Linked DNA regions of Mus musculus: all the other regions are linked to region 2. The links are chromatin contacts, called in public HiChIP or PLAC-seq and promoter capture Hi-C maps. All regions are on one chromosome and are shown on one strand. Each heading gives the region's core, a stretch centred on a gene start, on an enhancer-like site or on the middle of the called end of the contact. The rest is flanking DNA. Distances are from core to core; before and after follow the strand shown.

What was found. Promoter capture Hi-C pulls out the DNA fragments that hold promoters and counts their contacts. HiChIP or PLAC-seq counts read pairs in DNA pulled down with a chosen protein or histone mark.
Region 1: an H3K27ac HiChIP or PLAC-seq map of embryonic stem cells shows a contact between it and region 2, with 4 times the contacts expected there. The contact joins the enhancer-like site here to the promoter of Sem1 in region 2. A contact is called at or near these places in 8 of 39 promoter capture datasets (the 3T3-L1 cell line, the C10 cell line, embryonic stem cells and 1 more), 7 of 484 Hi-C or Micro-C datasets (the C10 cell line, the HL-1 cell line, bone marrow-derived macrophages and 2 more), 14 of 115 datasets of contacts at active chromatin or transcription factors (DN3 thymocytes, the NIH/3T3 cell line, astrocytes and 7 more) and 2 of 9 other capture datasets (embryonic stem cells and macrophages).
Region 3: a contact with region 2 is called in an H3K4me3 HiChIP or PLAC-seq map of embryonic basal ganglia, with 3 times the contacts expected there. The contact joins the enhancer-like site here to the promoter of Sem1 in region 2. A contact is called at or near these places in 7 of 39 promoter capture datasets (the 3T3-L1 cell line, the C10 cell line, cranial neural crest and 2 more), 6 of 115 datasets of contacts at active chromatin or transcription factors (astrocytes, bone marrow-derived macrophages, embryonic basal ganglia and 3 more) and 1 of 9 other capture datasets (pancreatic islet).
Region 4: a contact with region 2 is called in a promoter capture Hi-C map of liver, with 2.6 times the contacts expected there. The contact joins the enhancer-like site here to the promoter of Sem1 in region 2. A contact is called at or near these places in 4 of 39 promoter capture datasets (the 3T3-L1 cell line, the C10 cell line and liver), 1 of 15 datasets of contacts at CTCF or cohesin (the NIH/3T3 cell line) and 5 of 115 datasets of contacts at active chromatin or transcription factors (craniofacial prominence, embryonic stem cells, neural tube and 1 more).

What each region holds. Positions count from the first base shown.
Region 1 is chr6:6,138,429-6,141,425 of GRCm38.p6, forward strand. The region is part of intron 4 of Slc25a13 (solute carrier family 25 (mitochondrial carrier, adenine nucleotide translocator), member 13); the gene reads right to left. Among named protein-coding and RNA genes, the nearest start is that of Slc25a13, 77 kb to the right of the region's middle. Within about 2 kb of position 1,638, at least 8 of the 459 cell types and tissues checked have an H3K27ac peak or open chromatin away from gene starts, as enhancers often do. A contact at or near this core is called in embryonic stem cells, where this site is marked.
Region 2 is chr6:6,577,184-6,580,116 of GRCm38.p6, forward strand. Sem1 (SEM1, 26S proteasome complex subunit) reads right to left here and starts at 1,475. Exons shown (of 3, transcript NM_009169.2): 1 at 1,296-1,475. The coding sequence starts at 1,371.
Region 3 is chr6:6,162,223-6,164,922 of GRCm38.p6, forward strand. The region is part of intron 3 of Slc25a13 (solute carrier family 25 (mitochondrial carrier, adenine nucleotide translocator), member 13); the gene reads right to left. Among named protein-coding and RNA genes, the nearest start is that of Slc25a13, 54 kb to the right of the region's middle. Within about 2 kb of position 1,294, at least 17 of the 459 cell types and tissues checked have an H3K27ac peak or open chromatin away from gene starts, as enhancers often do. A contact at or near this core is called in embryonic basal ganglia and embryonic forebrain, where this site is marked.
Region 4 is chr6:6,242,470-6,245,300 of GRCm38.p6, forward strand. No RefSeq gene overlaps it. Among named protein-coding and RNA genes, the nearest start is that of Gm20619, 4.8 kb to the right of the region's middle. Within about 2 kb of position 1,547, at least 7 of the 459 cell types and tissues checked have an H3K27ac peak or open chromatin away from gene starts, as enhancers often do. A contact at or near this core is called in liver, where this site is marked.

The DNA of each region.
Region 1 (2,997 bases), core at 388-2,887, 440 kb before region 2:
TTCCAAAGTTGGTGTTGAATGGTCAGACACCCCAAAGTGACATACACCTAGCTGGCTTCTTGAGGAAAGAGACAAGCTGGAGACAACCTGCTTCTCAAATGCATACAAGAACTCAAGGAACCCAGAAAAGCCAAGATTTTGTCTGGTGATCTGGAAATTTGTAGTTTTTGTTTTGTTGTTTTCAAGATAGGGATTTTCTGTGTAGCCCCTGATGTCCTGGAACTTACCTTGTAGACTAAGCTGGGCCAGAACTCACAGAGATCTGCCTGTCTCTGCCTCCCAAGTACTGAAATTAAAAGCACGCACCATCACCATCCAGGGAGCCCAGGAAATTTTGAAATACAAGAACAGAGCTGGCCTTCAGTCAGTACAAAGTGACTGCAACTCAGAACTGTGGTTCCAACATAACATAGGCTAAAAATGACCCAAGCTAGGCAAGAGGCAAACTCAAGCATGTGTGTTTGCTGCCCGGAGATTTCCAACAAGTATGGCTGATAATGCACCAAGAAACATGAGCCCTTAGCTTGTAAAACAAATGATCTTGTAAGACTCTGTTGAGCCTTAGCTTACCGGGAATCCCCTTAGTGAACCACGTGGAGCCAGAATCAATGCAAAAGCAAGAGGAATTTTATTTAATCCAGCATGCTGGGGTCACCCTGCACATAGGCAGAGTGATGCCGGGCTGCCCATCCAGGGAGCCTTTATACAGTTCTCAGGGCCACCGCCATTAGGCAAAATATGATTAGCAGAACAGTGTGACTTTTAAACTGATTGGTCTATAGGGAATGAAGTGGGTGGCCAACGGTCTCGGAATGTGTCTTGGAGCTCTGGTGGTTGGTCCCTCCTTCCTGTGGTCTGAGGAATGTAATTAGCCCCTCCCTTCTGGAGCGGAGGGGTACCTATGTTCTTTATGACCTATATCCCCCCCCCCCCAGGAGGGGAGGAGGTCCTGTGGAATTTTCTAACAGCTGAGCTGACCTCTTCAATCTCTACAGGCAAAATGTCAAGTCCAGCCTTGGCCACCTACTACTAACCCAAGATAAACAAAACCCCTAACAAATGTATCTATGAAGTTAAGAGATAAAGATATGAATATAAAAAATAGAGGCATGATACTGTAGCCTTGGATGAGGAAAACGCTGACTGAATATGAAAAATAAAAAAGAAAAAAAGAAAAAAGAAAAAAAAACAGACAAATTAAACATCACCAAAGTTGTTTTTGTAAAGTGTAACATCAAGAGAGTAAAAGATCTCTTATAGTCTAGAGGTGGTGGGTAGGAGGAAATCGTGTATGATAAACTCTGGAATATAGAAAGGGTTCTCACAACTCAGAAATAAGACTAGTTTTTGTTTGTTTGTTTGCTTTGTTTTTTTCCCTGAGACAGGGTTTCTCTGTGTAGTCCTGGCTGTCCTGGAACTCACTCTGTAAACCAGGCTGGCCTCGAACTCAGAAATTTGCCTGCCTCTGCCTCCCAAGTGCTGGGATTAAAGGCGTGCGCCACCACTGCCCTGCAAAAGACTAGTTTTTCACAATTATGTGTATGTGTGTGTGTTTGTACGAGGAGGTTGGAGTGCTGTCATATCCCCTAGAGCTGAAGCTACAGGCAATTGAGAGCTCCATGGCCGTTACTGGTAATTAAACTTGTGTTGAGCCCAGCATGGCCTTGGTGGCGGCAGAGTGACATGGTTCCTGCCCCTGGGACAGGCCCCTGGGATGAGGCTCTGCTAGTGTCAATGGCTGCAGTGGGCATAAAGCTTGTTTATGTATTAATGTACATATTTCCTCATTCCTCCAAGACATGTCCTCCCTGTTAATATAGTGATGCCGTGATAATCTGAGATAGCAGGAGTCCAGGAGTTGAGGATGTGACTAATATCTTGGCAAGACTGGAACCTTCAGGACAATCTTTAGGACTATGGAAAAGAGCTCCAAATATATGATATATTTCTCAATTATGCAAAATATAAGGATGCAATATGAATTATGATGGGCTTCATGAATCTAAAGCAACAAAGGCAGCTACACTAAGAGCCAGCTTGTCAGAAAGATAAAAAGGCAGGCAGATTCCTGAGTTCAAGGTCAGCCTAGGACAGAGTGAGGTTAGGCCCACGTGTAATGGTAATTTCCGGGCAGGGTCCCACCCAACTAGTTTAACATCTATGCTTAACAAAGGTAGACAGATCACTAAATTCTTTTGCAATGTTAAGAACAAAATGTATGCTTGCTGTCTCTTTCTAATCAAAAGGTGGGGTGATGAGATGATTCATAAGATAATCAAAAGCAACCCTGGAGCAAAAGACTAGGTTGATAAGGAAAATGAAACACTGGACCTGAGTTCGGCAAGATACAAGCTATCTAGAGAAGTTTTTAGGATAAAAATTATTGTGTGCGTGCATGTCACAGTATGGCGTGGGTCGTGTGTGTGTGTGTGTGTGTGTGTGTGTGTGTGTGTGTGTGTGTGTGTGCCAGAGGACAACTTATAGAGAGAAAGCAGAACATAGCAACAGACTGGATCAAGAAGAACACAGCTTGGATTCATGATTTGACTTCAAGTCATTCTTTTCACCGCTCCCAGACACCCCTTCTTTCAGAATCCCCCTTCATGCCAAGGTCTGTGCTTGGCAAACTTGGGGCATATTCAGGAACAATATGTGCTCTTAACCGCTGAGCCATCTCTTCAGACCTGACAATTCTACTTAAGATGGACAAAAGATAAAAGGACAGTTTTCAAATGGGAAAAAATAGAAACTAAGGAGACATTTTTCTAAAATAAAAATGGCCCACAAGTACCTAAAGAGGTGTCGCACAGCATTAGCATTGCCAGGGCAGATGAAGACTAATGGCTACCACTTAACGTGGGCATAGAAGAATGTGACAAGTGTTGTTGGGAATGTGAAGACACTGGGACCCACAGGCACTACTGCAAATATGAAATGCAACTTTGGAAAACAGGACACTCAGATTTACTGTATGACTTAACAGTGTTCATTCCAAAT
Region 2 (2,933 bases), core at 225-2,724:
TTAGCCAATTCTACCACAAAGCTCTGTTACAGGATTATTAATGAACCTGAAAACAAAACATCAGACTGAACAAATAAATTTATTACCAAAACAAAAGGTAAACTATCCCATCATATATTATAGACTCCTAACTCAGAGGAAATATATCTTCTGAATTGGTTTATGAGGTTGCATAATATACACACTAATGTTCTCTTTCACTAAAACTAAAACACTACATTATACTTAGACTAAACGTTCCTGTGATGTGATTTTATGCGCATTGAGATCATGGTGGGGTAACTAAGTACAATTTTTGTCAAGTGATAATTGCTTGATGCCACGTATGTGCACATGACTAACCACAATTCTCTTCCTATGGTCTTCATGGAGACACAGTCTAACTCACTTTTTAGAAACAAGGTAAAATATTTGGGAAATCTACTCAAAACAATTAGCCAATAAAGTAATCAATTTGAAAAACTAATATGGCAAAAAGAGGCCTAGCAAACAGAAGATAACTGCTGAAGTTAAGGACTTTGGTGTAAATTAAGGCGTCTCAGTTTCACCATTTCCGGACAGTGTTGACACTGGGCCTGTTTCTCCATTGTTCCAAACTTCTGTTTCCTTACGTGAATAATAGTAAGTACATTAATACCTACTTCCTATATTTGTGGAAATGGATTGTGCCAATAGAAGCGAAGCACTCACGTTCCCAAGATCATAGCAGGCTCTTCCAACATTAGCTATGTTATTACCTACAATGAGAAAACTAAAGCATCCCTAGCATTGAAGTTAGTTTCGAAGGCAGATGGTTAAGACTTTTATAAAGCTTGGGTTAATTCACGTGACCGTAAATGGAGAGAAGCAGAAATTGAGGCAAAATCTGTAATGAATACAACACACACGAACGACTCTATCATCCCACTTCTCGGGGCTCATTCGCGCTATCCGAGAGGTACACAGCACTGGCTGCCCTGGGCAACAGTGGGACTCTGAAGTTTACTACCAAGGGGAGGCTTGGAAACCGAAGCAAAACAAGAGACTGTGCAGATGCGGAGAGTCCCGGGTTGAAGTTAAAGGGCCACAAGCTCGCAGCACCGTGGGCCCAGCTTCACCTGGTTCCTCCCAGCGACGAGGCGCAAAACACTGGGCCGCGCCATGAAGCGACGGCTACCGGGACGCGGAGGCCGAGGCCGGGGCCCCCGGAGGCCGCGCCCGGATCCGCGCTGCTGGGCCCAGCTCATTCCCGCAGAGAGCAGGCCCGGCGCCGCCCCACCGGAGGCCCCAGGCCCAGCGCGCGGCCTGGCGGTTACCTTCCGCGGGAAACTCCTCGAACTCGTCGTCCTCTTCCAAGAGACCCAAGTCGACCGGCTGCTTCTTTTCGGACATCGCGCCGCGCCAAGACCCAAGCTGCTCGGACCGGCCGCAAAGTCGGAAGCCTCAGTACTCCGGAGGCGCCGATCCTGACAACGCCGGCGCAACCATAGAGACGAGAGGGAAAGAGCTGCGGGGCAGCGCGAGGAATGCTGGGACAGCGAAGGTCCTCCCAGAGCGTCCTGCGGTTGTAGTAGGTCCTCCCGTCTTGAAACAGTGAACTGTTTTGTTTTATAGTGTGTTCGTTCGTTTTATTATTCATATAGTTGCCTACGTGTGAAAGATTTACAGTGTATTAAATTACTAAAGGCCATTATTTAGCTTACAATCACTAACAGAAATCTGGAAAGATAAAGTAACATAAGTTAAGAGCTTATTACATTATTCCACTACTCAAACCTAGCCTTGAGCATGCTGTTAAATATCTCCACATCACAGGGAACCCGGGACCAAAGGCAGCCAGAGGCACTCATATGCTAGACAATTCTGACTGTCCTCCAACCTTTCCTTTGTGCTGTGCTCCTTGACCTTACAATTGTGTTCCGTAGGGTTTCTGTTCTAACTAGTTGACAGGTTGATGTAAAAAATAAACAAGTAAAAAAAAAAAAAAATGATGTAACGTTGTACTGTTGTTCAAAAGATATGATTTGGTTTTGCTTTCTTTGTTTTAATTGTGACCCATGGAAAAGAACAAGACAATGAAAGATAGGAGAAAAGTTAGTGTCTAACCACACAGTAACACGTATTTGCCAGGCTAATAAATCTGTGTTCTATTGCATCTAAAGGGCTCTTATATGAGGTACTTAATTTCTCTTTAGTATAATTTATTTATTTTCAGCACCACACTTAAGGCTATACATATAACACACATAGTTACAGGTGCAAGAATAACTCTATTTGATATATAAAAATTGAAGAAGGTCTATAAGCCCTACTACTGAGGAAGTTGGGGCAGAAGGCATCCTTGGATACAATGAGTGTAAAATCAGGCTGGACAACTTAGTGAAACTGTGTCCCTAAATTAAAAGTAAACAGAGGGCTAGAAATATATCCCCAATGGCTCACTACCCCGTGCCAGAGAATTTTTAAAAAAACATGGGAAAAATGTTTGAACAATTTATGGATATAAATATGAATATTGTATGTTTTTTTAAAAAGATATATCAGAAAGTAGAAAGTGGAACATATTTTGTAAAAAATACTTTATTTTATACAAACACTCTTTCCTAATTCCATTTCCATTGCTATGATAAAATACCCCGGCAAAAAAGCAGCTCAGGGGAGAAAAGCTCATTTGGCTTATAATTCTAAGTTGTACTCCATCACTGCAGGAATGTCAAGGAAGAAACTTGAAGCCGCTCTCACATCCACAGTCAAGAGCAGAGAATAAATGTGTGCTTGCTATTTGGGTGCATCGCTGTCTCTAAGCTTACACAGTCCAGGATCCCTTGCCTAGGGAATGGCTAGCCCATAGTGGGCAGGCCTTTCCATTCCAATTAATGTAATCAAGACAGTGAGTGATAGATATGACCATAGAATAACCCAATAGTGGTTACCTCTCATTGAGACATTCTTCC
Region 3 (2,700 bases), core at 44-2,543, 420 kb before region 2:
GGTGAGCCATCTGTCAGCTGCTCTAAGTGGCCACTAAGGCTGTTGATTCTCCAGTCTCCGGTTCTTGTCTTGCCTTCCCTCCAAAAAATGGAGTGGTCAGGCAGTGAAGGGCGAACAAACGAGGGAAAAAGAATACAGTAGGGACCGAGCAGCTCAAGTGGGAAGGCAGGGACACGAGGAGCTTTTCCATGGCCACTGGTGTACCGGCTGAGGCTGTTCCTGTACCCAGATGAACTCTGAATAATCAGTCCTTTTAAATGCACAGAGACCAGACCAAGCAACATGCAGAGCACAGGCTGCAAACTCTTAGCTCACCAAACTGCAGCTCCCTGGGCTCAGAGGCAGAGTCCCCTAAAGCGTCCAAGGCTCTCAGGCAGGTGCGGCCCACCGAGCAGTGATTTTCTTCATGGAGAATTTCAGTACAAGACGGTTGTGCCTCTGCTCAAACCGCATTTAACAAAAATCCAAATTGAGCAGGATGAGTTTTATTGGACGACACTGACTGCTGTTCTCAGTGGATTTTTCTGAATGTCTGAACTCAGGTAATAATAATTAAAACAATACTCTAAAACTAATAAAAGTCCCCTAAGCTCACACAGGAAGTCACAAGGGCAAATAGGCTGGGGTTTTTGGTTGATGGGTGGGTTGGGTTTTGTTTTGTTTTGTTCTGTTCTGGTTTTGCCTTTGCCAATGGTGAGTTTCTGTTTCCTCACTCAGCTTTACAGAGTATAAATAATAAGCATTAACTGAAATCATGCTTCGACATATTAAATCAAGTTACACCGATTTCCCATGAGAAGCATTTTTTAATTGCTTACAAATATTTTAGCATTTTCTGTCATTCAATTGTAATTTCTATGTTTGGGATAAAAGTACACCAAACTCCCTTTTGGGGTGACGTAATATAAACCCCAGGAAAAGCAAACTGTAAACGACGGGAAAAGCCCCTAAAACCATACAGTGATGCATGGTGTGGACAAAAAGCCAGAACACCACCCCAAATCTCACATTCATATCTGCTGCGCCAGCTGAATTCAAATTAACCCAATTTTTACATGTTAATTAAACCAGCTATTTTCTTCTTATTGTATTTTTGCTTCTTAAATAGTAGAGTCTAGGAGTGATTCCCAACAGACTGGTTCCAACAACAATGACGTATTCATTTACTTCTATTGTGACCATACAATACAGTAACTGAGCAGTAATTTTTCACAGTCAATTACATGTGTGGCTCTTTATGCTTAAAGATGCTGAAATAATGTGTACTATAGAGCCATATGCCCGAGTCTCTAGCCTGCCAGAGGCAGTTGCCTGGGTAACACATTTTCTCTCCAGTTCAGCATAACCCTTCATTGAATATCATTAGGTGTCATTAAATAGCAAACATTAACATGAACTTCAATATACGACTTGCGTAGAGTCATTTTACCCATGTAAACAAGTGTCCCATCAGTTACAGTAAGTTTAAAACAGATTATGATTTTCTATATTTAAGAACATGAAAAACTGGGTACATGTTGATCCTAAATTGAATTTGCACAAATTTCTGGTCAAATGAAAAATGAGACTTAGTTTCAGGGACAATACTTCTCATCAGCACTGTCATAGCATCCCAGGTAAACAGAGACGGCTGAGGTGCTTTCAATTTACTCCGAGTTGCAAAGGAAAAAAAATACTAATTCTCCTCTCAAAGCGTTATATTCTTTTCTAGCAGGAATGAAAGAGAGGATGCCCCCACCTTCAGCAACAAAAGAAATTTAAAGACCGTGCTTAGATAGCAAGAGGTTTCCAAGCAAATAGAAAGTGTGAGCTGTTTCATGCATCACCTAAAGCATGCTTCTCCATGGACGAAGGCATAACTGACTCCTAACCTGCACGCCCTGAAGGCAGACAACTTATTTCCCAATGCAGACACATTCTGAAATCATTAACATAATGAAACTAATTCATCTCAATTATCTCACATAGTTAAAATATTTTAAATACTCAAAATGTAGTGAAGCACCATATAGTTTCAATTACAGGAATAACTGGTTTGTGCAGAGTGTTCTAGAAAAATGCCTTACTTAATGTAAGTAGCCATCCTGCATAATATGTTAAAAAAAAAAAAAAAAAAGTCACCCTACAACACCAGGAGCAAGCATCTGTGTCTACAGAAACAGTGTTTCTTGCTGCAAACTGTCTCCGATTACACAGACACCTCTTCCCAATTGGCCTACCCCTCCCAAATCAGAGAGTGATGGGGCTTTTGAGACAGATCATGATTGCACATAAACTCAGCCTCTCAGCCTACCCACAACCACGATTGTTTCTCTGTCACTGCACTGTAAAGAGCTACCACAAGAAAGATACACAGTATCTACTTTGCATGGAGGTTTCTACAAAGCAATTAATAGGAAACAAACTGTTGAAGAGATGAGAGGGAGCGACTGTGAGGAGAGGTGGGAGGGGACGCTGCAATTCAGATGTAAAGTTAAACAATTAATCAATTAATTAATTAATGGAAAAAGGAGGAACAAACTTACTACAAAGATAAATACACTTCTGAACAAAAACGCAGCCAAGGAGTATAGGGCCCAACCAAGTCAGATGGCGCGATGGCCACACCCCCCTAAATGGTGTCACAGGACAAGCTATAGTTTTAAATCAAGTCAAAGCTGAACTGCATCAGCTGGAACAGCTGGGAAGGGTAGGTAGCCC
Region 4 (2,831 bases), core at 297-2,796, 330 kb before region 2:
CTTCTCTTGGCTCGTGTCAATGCATTTCGAGTATTTAGAGGCCATCTGTTTCTGTTGACTTGTGATTATGTCTCTTACATTTAAATCATCAATATAACACATTCTTTCACCATTGTTGTCACTGTCATTGTCATGGTGTGTGTGTGTGTGTATTTAACTAATGAAGTACACAAATCTAACATTGGCAGCTTCATAATTATAGCAACTCATTTGTATACAAATGCTGTCATGTAGAATTCTTATTTTATTATTTTTGTTGAAGTTTTCATTGTGGAATCTACCATGTATAAGAGAATATATAAAATGTACATGAACATAAATTGTCCCAAAGCAGACCTGAGAAAGAAACACAATGTTGACAGCATACTTAGCGGGATTAAGAAGGATATGTTTTACTCTGAAAATATTTCAAACGTATCACAAAAAATAAGACCGAAATATTCTTCTATACCAGTTATCAATATTAAGTGACTTCTAATATTTTAATTTCATTCTCTTCTTCTTTCTCCTATATATGTTTTTTTCCTTGTAAATCAAGGGTATTTGCTTATATTTATGTACCCATTATCTAATTCTGAATATTTGACTTATTAACTATATATTCTGTAATATATGGGTTAAATTTGTTGATTGGCACTTTTATGGCCTTATAAAATTTCTTACTCAACCACACAGGATCTGCCAAGGATCACATATTGTATTAGTTCTTCTTTCTCTTTCTCCCCATTCCTCTCTCTCTCTTTCTCTTTCTCTCTCTCTCTGTCTCTCTCTCTCTCTCTCTTCTAGGTCTCCCTGTGCTGTTCTAGCTGAACACACACTGCCAGGGGCCAGACCTCCTCTCATTTTGACATTTGAAGTGCTGGATCAGCACTATGACTGGCTCTTACTATGGTGTGACATAGAACCTTCCTAAGCTTTTCCTTCTTGGTTTCTTGTTCATTTGGGGTTTTTTGTTTTTGTTTTTGTTTTTGTTTTTTGTTTTTGTTTTTTTTTTGTTTTGTTTTGTTTTGTTTTGTTTTGTTTGAGACAGGGTTTCTCTTTGTATCCCTGGCTATTCTGGAACTCACTCTGTAGACCAGGCTGGCTTCTTACTCAGAGATCTGCCTGCCTCTGACTCCTGAGTGCTAGGTCTAAAGGCACGCACTGCTGCCAGCATCCTGCCGACCTAAACCTTTCTGGACATTAAGACTTCAGAGAGTATAAGCCAGTTATTTTAAAATATTATTTTTTGTTATTATTGTTGGAGAAACTGAGTTAAGAGTTTAGCAAGAAGACAGTTTAGCAAGAAATACAGCTACAGTTGCACCTGCCCACAAGAGGGAGGAGGATTGTGAATTTGAGGTCAGGCCACAATACCAGGACAGCCTGATTATATAGCAAGACACTAAGTTTTAAATTATCAACTGAGTAAAAAGAAGGAAAGGAGACCCAGGAAGGGTGTCTGATGTATAAGACTAAAGTCCAGAGGTTAGAGCTCTAGCACCCACATACAGTCTAAATGCAGTGGCACACATCTGTAACCCCAAAACTCTGAGAGTGTAGAGAGAGGAAGACCTTTGGAGCTTATTGCAAACAAGCCTACCTGATCAATAGGCGCCAGCTTCAGTGGGATTGACTGTTTCTCACAAAATAAGGAAGAGAGCAATGGAGGTAGAAAACTGAAGCCAACCTCTGTCCTCTGTAACACATGTGAACCTTCATGCACATCCATCTCTCTCTCTCTCTCTCTCTCTCTCTCTCTCTCTCACACACACACACACACACACACACTAAAAAAAGGAAAACTAAGAAACTGATTTATTAAGGACTAATTTCATAGAATTCAGGATTCCTTTGAGACTGCCTTTATATACCCATTAGACTGACCTTAAAAACTATTCCATTTAGTCAAAAAAAGAGCATTAATGTTGGGTTAGGGTTAGAAGGTTAGGGTTAGGGTGTTAAGGTTAGGGTTTGGGTTAGAGGGTTAGAGGGTTAGGGTTCAGGATTAGAGAGTTAGGGTTAGGATTAGAGTGTTAGGGTTAGGGTTAGAGGGTTAGGGTTAGAGGGTTAGGGTTAGGGGGTTAGGGTTATTGGGTTAGAGGGTTAGGTTTAGGGTTAGGATTAGAGAGTTAGGGTTAGGATTAGAGTGTTAGGGTTAGGGTTAGAGGGTTAGGGTTAGGGTTAGAGGGTTAGGGTTAGAGGGTTAGGGTTAGGGGGTTAGGGTTAGGGGGTTAGGGTTAGGGGGTTAGGGTTAGAGAGTTAGGGTTAGAGGGTTAGGGTTAGGGTTAGAGGGTTAGGGTTAGGGGGTTAGGGTTAGGGGGTTAGGGTTAGGGGGTTAGGGTTAGAGGGTTAGTTTTAGGGTTAGGATTAGAGAGTTAGGGTTAGGATTAGAGTGTTAGGGTTAGGGTTAGAGGGTTAGGGTTAGAGGGTTAGGGTTAGGGGTTTAGGGTTAGGGTTAGAGGGTTATGGTTATGGTTATGGTTATGGTTAGGGTTAGAGGGTTAGAGGGTTAGAGGGTTAGGGTTAATGTTAGGGTTAGTGTTACATGGTTAGGGTTAGGGTTAGAGTAAAGACTTTATTTCCATCATACCACATAGCAATAGAGTAAGAATACTCATACTATTTCCATCTCTCAGATAGGGAAGCTAGGAGTGACTTGGCTAATTCTGGAAATCTGTTTCTGTGTAACATAGCCAGAAAGCAGTGGTGCCGGTCGGTGCTCAGGGAACCCCATGTTTGTAACCATCCTTAGCTCATTATCCTTTGTCCTCTAAAACACTTATTATCTGGCCTGGCTGTTATGGATAGCTGTAATCCGGAACAAACACTGCTTAGAAATAATTGGCCTT